Linked DNA regions of Drosophila melanogaster: region 2 is linked to region 1. Evidence: chromatin contacts called from public Hi-C data. All regions are on one chromosome and are shown on one strand. The core of a region is the stretch at or near the end of the contact, and the rest is flanking DNA. Distances in the headings are between cores, read along the strand shown. Region 1 holds the start of lncRNA:CR44220 (long non-coding RNA:CR44220). Region 2 holds the start of ex (expanded).

The links. A called contact is a pair of places that touch in the nucleus more often than the background predicts.
Region 2: a contact with region 1 is called in a Hi-C map of the Kc167 cell line, with 2.7 times the contacts expected there. The contact joins the promoter of ex here to the promoter of lncRNA:CR44220 in region 1. A contact is called at or near these places in 6 of 107 Hi-C or Micro-C datasets (the D17-c3 cell line, the Kc167 cell line, the ML-DmBG3-c2 cell line and 2 more).

Annotation. Positions count from the first base shown.
Region 1 is chr2L:216,895-221,504 of dm6, forward strand. lncRNA:CR44220 (long non-coding RNA:CR44220) reads left to right here and starts at 2,757. Exons shown (of 1, transcript NR_073674.1): 1 at 2,757-3,156. kis (kismet) reads right to left here. Exons shown (of 18, transcript NM_078717.3): 13 at 1-1,991.
Region 2 is chr2L:427,778-432,512 of dm6, forward strand. It overlaps ex (expanded), which reads left to right and starts at 3,450. Exons shown (of 6, transcript NM_057492.4): 1 at 3,450-4,340.

The DNA of each region.
Region 1 (4,610 bases), core at 1,507-4,006:
AAACTGTTGGAAGAAGAGGGCTTTGATTGGGTGACCTGGGGAACTCCCGAGGAAGTGGATGCAGCGGACGCCGAGCTGGCAACTTGCTGCATGTGGGAGGTCTGCAAGTGCTTTGTGACACCTTGGTCCGTTGTTATGGTAATGACATCGGGTGTTGTGGAGCGACGTTCCAAACTGCTCAAGTGAGGAATGGATTCGTGAAGAGCAATGCTTAGATCAGTGGCCCCCTTGCAGGTTGCAAAGGCACTGTATTTACTATCCACAGGCCAATTTCCTGACTCAACGCAAGCGACAATGTGCGCAATACGGCGTTCTAACGCAAAATCCTTAAACCATCGGATCATGCACATTTCAAGCTTTGGCTTCTCCAACTTTTGCTGCTTAACAGTTGCCGGTTGAATCACTTCCAAGTCCGGAAAGCGGGCTTTAAGTTCTGCTGCCTGCTTCTTGCATTCTTCTTCTACTGCTTTCTCTTTTTCCTTCATCACCTCGTCATCATCGGGATCTGAAGGACCAGCCACCAGGTCGAGTATGTCTTGGTCGCCAGTGGATTTTTTGGGCACAGCTACTTCGGGTTCGAGGACAGTTTCAGATTTTTCAGAGGGCTCTGATTCTATACTCGATTTTTCCAGTTTTTCCGTTTCTTCTTTTTGTTCCTCAGCCTTTTCATATGAGTTTTCACCCTTCTCTTCCTCAACCTTTTCAACAACCTTGTCTTCACATTCCTTTTCGGGCGATTCCGAATCCCCAGAACAGTTTTCTTCTGTATTAGGGGCAGCTTCATCTGCCTCCATTTCTGACACTTTACCATCAGGAACTGCAGGGGAACTTGGCTTTTCTTCTGAAAATTTCTTATCCTCAGCATCACTGCATTTCTCAGGCGAACCTTCCTTCTCACCATTTTCGGCAACGGGCAATTCCTCAACTTCCATTTTATCTTCGCTAGGTTTGCTATCTTCAATTTCTGGAACCAATGTTTCAGTGCTAGACTTATCCTTATTCAAATTTGTAGATTCGTCCAGTGCTTCCTTTTCCGTGGTTTCTGGATTAAAATCCTCTTTACCCTTTATCTTTGTACTCTCTTCAGCATCTGAATTTTTATCTTCGAGATTATCAGCAGTATCATGCTTTTCAGGACTCTCTTCAGATTTAATTTCTTCTTTTATGGGAGTAACCGGCGATTCTTTCTTTATGACACTCTCATTAGTCATGAGCTCATCATCAAGGTCTATGACCTCATTCTTCACGGAAGCTGCCTTTTCTGCTGCCGCCTTTTCAGTCGCCGCAGCTTTTTCAGTTGCAGCATCTTTTTCAGCTGCCGCTAACTTCTCTGCCTTTTCAGCATTGAAAGCCTCCAGTTTGATAGTACGTTGAATCTGAGCTTCTAGTTCTCGAATAAAACGCTTCTCTGACTCTCCAAAACTAAAGTTTGGATCGTTAAAGATAAAGGTTTCGGAGCGATAAAGTCCGTGCTTGAGGACGGCTGTAATCAATTCCTTGTCGTGTCGACCGGGCTCCCACCAATCTGGAGTATCCGCATTCTTGGTGCAGAGTTTTAAGCGTTCCTCAAGCATGGGATTCCGAGCGACTTCTCGCAATTTGGCAAGAACTTCCAAGCGATCCAGTATGAGCTTGGCGTGTTCCTTTTCGATTTCTTCGATGATACCTTCTAAGCCGCGCTCCGATTCAGAGAGCTTTAAACCCGCCTGTCGTTTACACATGGCCACAAATACCTTATAATAGTCCGTCAGTGTTTCATCGCTTTTTCTCTCTAGGTGAGCCATCTGTTTGAACTTGGTCCAGTCGGGCGAAAGGGAACTTCCATTAGAGGAAGCCATAGGTGTTGAGACGTGTAGGTCCACACCATACCCGGTAAGAACTCTAAGAAATTCGTATTCTTCCCGGCGGTTCCATTTTTTGGGAATGAGCTGCAGCCGTTGGGACTCGCGCTCCTTCGCCGCCAGTTCCATCTTTCCCTGTCGCTCCATTTTCTGTAAAAATTACCGAAAATATAAAATATTTATTATAAATATTTTCGTTAAAACAATAATAAATTTTATCTTGCAAAAACATGGTGCAAGTCTTAGAGTCATAGAATTAACATATTTTTAAGTTAGATTTTTAGTTTGATTTTGCAATAACCAAAAGTAAATTTTTTATAAAAAGCATAGAACCCCAAAGTACAAAGGTACTGCACGTATCGAAACATAGTCTGTCTGACCCCAAGTATTTGAGGTGTTCGTCAATGTCCACAAAATATATTGGTAATAAATAAATATATCGAATTAATAACCATCTATGCAAGTATAAAAAATGTTTAAATCAGGCCATTCGAATGTTATCAAAACTTAACTACTATTTAATTAAAAATAAAGTAAGCATTATATTTTTTTTAAATAATTCTTTTCAATAATAGTATATTTCAAAAAATTTTTACAACAGAGAAGCATATTTCTACATATCAGCTCAGCGAAATAGAACACCCCATATGTGATGTGCACATTTTGCAATGCAAATTCATTACGAATATTTTCCAAATTAGCTTGAAAAAATATTTAAACGACCCTTTGCATTGCACCACCCATCACTGCGTCCCCAGGGGTTGGGATCACACAGCGCGACTGTGTTGGTGGTGATGTGGGGTGGCCACGTTACGACACCTTCCCTCATCACTATAATCATCAGCACATAGCAGGCTCCTGGCTTTCGAATTACACACAAATTTTTGCGAAAAGCAAAAAGGGAAAGACATAATGCGAATGACACGCGCATATAGAAAATAAGAGCGAGACAAAGGCTCAAAAAAAGAGAGAGGAGACCGAAACTGGAAAAACAATAAAATCATAATAATAAAAGTAAAAAATCCATTTTACACCCCTAATAACGCTTCGGCCGGAGGACAGAGGCCAAAAGGCGACAGCAACAGAGAACGACGTGGAATCGGAACACGGAACAACCAGCAAGCCGCACCAAGCAATGGCGCTCAAAAGTAAGGGGCATGCGAAGGTGATTTCAAAAATAAATAGAGACAAACAAATGAATCCTGTGAGACCAATTGCACGCGCCACAGCCAAGGAAGTTCATACACTCCCACTCACCCACACTTACTTTATGCGCTGTTTGGTGCGTCGATTTAAACTAAAAATAATAGGTGGCACACACTGCTGCAAGGGCTAGAAACAGAAGCAAACGTCACGCAAATACACAAAATTGTAAGCCGTCCTAGGGGTCAACATAGTAACAGCCATTGGATTTACGGCTGCCAAATATGCGGTTCATTCCAAAGTCTTAATGTTATAATTTGAAAAATATAAGGAGTAAATAGTTATTCTATCCTTTGATTGAATTTACATTAGTTTCTATCTTTATCGAGGTAAATGGGCACAACGAATTTGTCTTCTTTTCTAAATATGTACATATAATAAAAAAAATTGGCATACATGTATGTATAAATGCGTAACCTAACTGAAAACGTTATGGAATCCTTCCTGGAGCGAATCCAAAAATTAAAATGATGCCAAGTGGCGCCCAGGTTGGCAACTCTGTATACGGTGTATCCTTGTGATTCCATGCCTCTGTTTGTACTGCTAGGCCTCCCTCCCCTCCTAACCAACCATTGCTTGCAGGCTACGAACGATGGTATAACGAAATCCGAAAAGGGGACAAACAAAAACAAACGACAAAAGAAGATAACACGACAGCGACTCGAGGCCTCTTCTTTCTTCCCTTCTCGCGTACTATACATTTGGCTCTCGCTCGCACTCACTCCGCCTCTCTATCACTCGTTTTCTCCGCACCGTTCCACCATCGCATTTACACTACACAAGTGCGAGGCGACTTGAGCGATTGATTATGAATATTAGTAGAACCGCTGGCTATGAACATGGCTACAGGCTTGGAGGCGGCGGTAGGTAAATAGCAATAGGGTAAATAAAATAGAGAACGCGGAGCAATAAACAGCCGCGCAAAAAAGAATTTGAGTGAGTGCACTTAAAAGGCAATAAATAGATATAACCGTTGCACAAAGTGGTTTTTAAGAAATTGATTAAGAGTAGATCAATTAAATAATAATAATACTTGAAACCACATTGGCCTACAAATTCATTTAAAAGATCACATTAAGATTCTATCGTACAACAATTCAGTCGTGAATTAAAAATTATTTTTAATTTTCTTTATGTTTATATTATCAGTAATTTTATTTTGAAACGGTTTAGTGTGGACCTGCCTTACCAATAACACCTACTTGCAACATGGAATTCTCTCTCTCTCTACCCCTCACAAGCGCACACAACTTCCCAACCTAAACCCTATTAAACCCTAAAAGGGGCAACGTGAACGCTTTTTGTTCATGTGAAATTTATAGGCTTAAATTTATTGTTTTGTATTTCCACTCGCTACAGACCGAATTACGAGCGAGAGGGCCAAATGATCCCCCTCCTCGTCGTCTGTCCCACTCTTTTTGGGTCTCGTTCACTTTATCTTGACTAACTGCATGCACACATTCTTTGCATATTCTCTCTGCATTTTTGCATTCTCATTTTAATTAGGAGACGCATCATGTCCATGCTTGCAATTTCGCATCGAAATATTTGTATTTTTTGCTTTTA
Region 2 (4,735 bases), core at 2,200-4,699, 210 kb after region 1:
GGTATCCAGGGAGGATTTGTAGTAGGGTATATGTATTGATTAAATTGACTATAATGTGAATAGGGCTCCTTCAATTTTGAGCGTTAAGTCCCCAAGCGCAGATAGGTCGAGTATATCCCTGTATGTTGTTGCTGCTGCTGATGATGATGACGATGCTAAAGATTGCAATCACGTTGCGCCCAGCGTACAGAATTTGTATCTTTAAGATACATCTGCGACCCCTCCTCGACTCCCTGCTCACTGAACTTCATTTCTCCGGAATTTATTTAGAACACATTGTTGCTGCTCCCGTTGGAGGTTGCTGTAGCTGCTTCTGCCGCGACGTTGCAGCCGGGGGCTTAGCAGGACCAGCAGCAACACAACACAACAGCTACAGCAACACAACAGCAACATGCTGCATTCCAAGGCCCAAAAAAGGCAAATCCCAAGCTGCAGCAGCGGCAAAATCGATTGGCAGCCTGAAATTTCATTGCAGTTTAGTCGGATTGCCGCTCACCAGCTAAAACCGAGAGAAGAGAGAGAAAAGTTCGGTTCGAATAAATTGAATCGAATCGAATGAGATGCCAAAGAGCCGCGATGCGATGCCGACTGGAAATGGAGTGAAAGTAGGGTAGGCAGATTAGACTCTTCGGATTCGATTTGACTCCGACTTGGCGAGCATCTACACTTGACCAAAAAGTAAGTTATGATTCTGCATAACATTTTAGGTATTTAAGATAATAGCAGGAGTGCAGGCATTTCTCTAAGTATTTCATTCCCAACACTACACACATTCGGCCATCCAAAGGTCGGAGTTGACACTCTTGCTCTCCCATTCAGGTGACCCCGCCTTATGTCCCCCCTCCCCTTTTGCAACTCCTCACCCTAAAAACTTATTTAAATTCGTCGATAGAAAAAGAGAGCTACAGCGAAATACCAGCTATTCGAATAGGAAGTGAGTTAGTGTAACAAATGTAATAAAAATACCTGGGATACATTCTTCGATGATGGTCTGAGCACGAAGTGGAGAAAGGGGGGCGGCCCATTAACATTATCGTGGCCAGCAGAAATATTTGACCATAATAAAAAGAATTGAAAACAAAGCGAATCGAATCGAACAGCGAATCGAAGCGGAAACCTAATCGTCAACTCATCGAAGCTTACGATACTCTCGATCGCGAGTGATAAGGTGTTCAATGTTGGGTGTTGAGTGGGGCTTGCATTCGCTTTAAAAGTGCTTGAAGAGGGTAGAACATTTTCAAGATTGCTCAGTAATTTATAAATTTTTATGGCCAACAAATAAGCCTGGTCCATTGCTATGCCAATAAGATTTTACTCATCCAGACTATGACAGGGAGAGGGCTTTTAACAGAAGGGATAGGGGTATGCGACAATCGGCGATATCGACGTTCCATCGCCTGGCAGTGAAGCGTAGCGAAAACACGCCAGAAACAGCAACACACACCACATCCACATCAGTGGGTTGGTACCCGCGTCATATGCCAACTTATTCAATAAATTCCTGGCCTCCTCGCCATATCATCATCGCCAGCGACTTTGGCTCTGCCCAAGACCGCAAAGAGCACGAGGAATTTTGAATAGAAAGAGGATCAATGGCAGCTGCTCTTGGCTGAAAGATCACTTTGCCAAAAAAAAAGGCCAGAAATGCGCGCCAATTCCGCAAAAGCGATTCTCTGGACCGGGAGACTGGAGACTGAAATCGACTTCAAGGAATTGCATAAAACATTTTTGGCCGTTCTTTTTTTATTTTTTCACTCTCCTCGCTCAAAACTTCGGCCTCGACCAGGCTCCAAACCTCGCACACACACAAGCACAGATATAGAACGTATGTATATCTACACGATATTGACCAAGAACGTAGTTCCCAAAAGGCTGCTTACAGCAACAACAACAACCGGTCTTAGAGAACCAGCGACCAAGCGATCGACCAAAGACGAAAGAATAACGAACAGCCACAAAACAAAAAAAAAAAACAAGAATGAAAAGCTTGGGCTTCAAGTCGAAGATGGAAGTACTCTAGATCTCTTGTAGTCAGACTGATCCGGTGGGTAACAAACTACCTTTACTCAAATTCCCTTACACCATAGGCTTGTCAATAGAGAAATTTTCAAAATTTGTCCCAGGAGTGGCATGTACTTTTTTTGAAACCTACAAACCTTTTTTAATTCTTCCCGTTGTATCCCAAACAGGGTATAGCAGACACCACAACGCAAAGTACACTCAAAGAAATCAAAGGCTGTGCGAGTTGTTCCCATCGAAACCCCGCCTCACCGGAATGTCTCGCCCAATTTCTACCCCTGCCCCACCACTTCCCTGACTTCAGTCAACAAGTTATGTCCATGGCAAGACGACCCGACCCCGACCCCTTGACTCTCCAATTCTGAGTCTTCGACTTTTGGCCGGGTCTTCAGGGGCGTAGCGAGGGTTTGGCACCGGGGCACAACTTCGATCATCATTATATAGTCTTTTGGTTGTGTTTAGTTACGATTTTTATATCATTTAGACTTTTTTCCATATAATCTAAATTTTGTTTTCTGTGGATTTTTCTAAGTAGCCCCTTGGACGAACTGGTTAAAACCTTACTTGGCTTACACTGATCCCCGCCCTTTCGTGGGGCGTGTGTATGCCGCATATTTGAAGCAAATGATGGTTGAAGAGGTGGAGGAGGGGAAATGAAAAGGAGGAAATCTAAAGAAGAGAAAAAGAGGGAAGAGGGAGCAAAAAGAATCCAGCAAATCAAGCTCACATTATGCTGAGGAATGCGCCCAAGTGACGATATCGTAGCAGCAGAGGACGCCGATAGAGGCAGAGTCTTCAGACCCTCAAGTTCCGATTCCGATTCTCCCTCGTCCAGTGCATCTGTATCTGGAGTTTTGCCCAGAGAGTTTATTTATAAGATAGTCGCATCGATGGCTAGCGCAGGGATACTGAAAGCTAGATTTGAATCCAATAGGCTTCCGCCATAGTTTGGCAAAAAGTGAATGCCAAAAGATAGAACTCATAATGTAATTGTAATATACAATGTAAACTACAAGATAGCATGTGATAAAAAGCAGAATTAGAAAGAAAGGTACCTTTGTTAAAATTCTCATATGCATTTTACTTAAATCTGCTATCCTAACAGGGTATCCTTTAAGCCCTTGAGAATCGGAATCGTCGTCTCGCGAGATAAGCCATTGGAATTCCACTACTCACACGGACGCACACACTATGTAGTTGGCTACTGGGATTCTCCTTTGAAGTTTGTTTTTCTTTTATTGCTTATTGCTATTTACATTTTCGTAGCCGTTGTTGTTGTTGCCATCGGGTTTGTGTATCGCTGTGTGCGCTTCTTTCGAATTCGAATTCTCTCTTGGGCTCTCTTTTCGTTAAACGCGGCTTCGTTAAGTTTTAACGAAATCTCGACTCGATCTTCGTTGTGTTCGGTTTCGCTGAGCAGGGGCAAAATCAGTATATCGCTAAACGTCAACGGTAACCGAACAGATCGTCGGGACAGCAAAGCATGTGCTTTCCACTGGGAAATATAAATTCGGTTTAATGAATTTATTCGAGACCTAACATTCGGAAAAGTTGTTCTTCAGATCTTAAATGCACACCGCACGCACACCAGATCGCCCAGACACACACAGAGCTACACAGATTCAGTTGCTTAAAGTGAAGTTCGGTTTTCACTGAAACAAAAACAGCGCGCTTCGTTTTCGCACTCGCCTCAATTACAAAAGTGATTTTTGTTGGTGTTGGTGCAACTAGTTCTGATTTTGGGAAAACGCGCCTTAAAACCACGAAAATATCTACGACTAGTAGTGTAAAAAAGCTGAAGTCAACTCCGAAAAGTTGGTGCTGGTCAAAAAGAAAAAATTCAGCCGCAACAACAACTGCCCACTGGAAACTACAACTACAACAAATAAAGCAGTCAGCAACAGCAAAAACAACAACCCAGCAAACGGCATTCTTTCGCGCAACAACAACGACTCCACGCACACAGATACTCTCAGTTGCGCTCGCCCGCGTGTGCAATTGTTCTGGTGTTAGTGAGTTTTGATTAAAGTATGTGCGACGCTGGAATGCGACCCGATCGCTGTTGACTGCGCAGTCGCAGCGCGCGTCGTGGAAGTGGAAGAGGTCAGAAAGTAACAACAACGAAACGAAAATTTTACTGTTAGGCACTTATCGATAGCCAAATCAATAGATCGGTTTTAAGAGTGCACGAAGAGTGAGCTTTAGTTAAACAAAACTACCAAACCAAAATTAAAAAGCCAGTTATTGTGGATTACGCGAAACCGAAACAGAAGCAGATACAGATACAGCATTAACAATGCCGACTTCTGCAGCGGCTTAAGGTAAGAAAAGGACAGATACACGTGCAGATATAGAGTGGTGTACCCATATGGGGCCATTTCCCCGGAATTTTAATGACTCCCTGAAAACGGCAAACAAAACAAATGCCAGCAAATTTCTTATCTGTCAACCATAAAATCGCCAACGTCCAACGATTGTTTAACATTTCGTTGTTGTCGCCAGCTTTTTTCTTTAAATTTTTTTTTTTGCGTCCCGCTAAGAGTCAAAAATTCAGCGAATTGTGCAATTAACCCATTTCGGGCCATGGAATATCAAATGTCAGTCAAACTTGACACTCTACGGAGGGTATATTGAAATGGGGAAGCTGTTTAGAGTACTATTGTGTCAAATATATATGTACATTCACATGTGCATACATATGTAGTTATATAGTAGG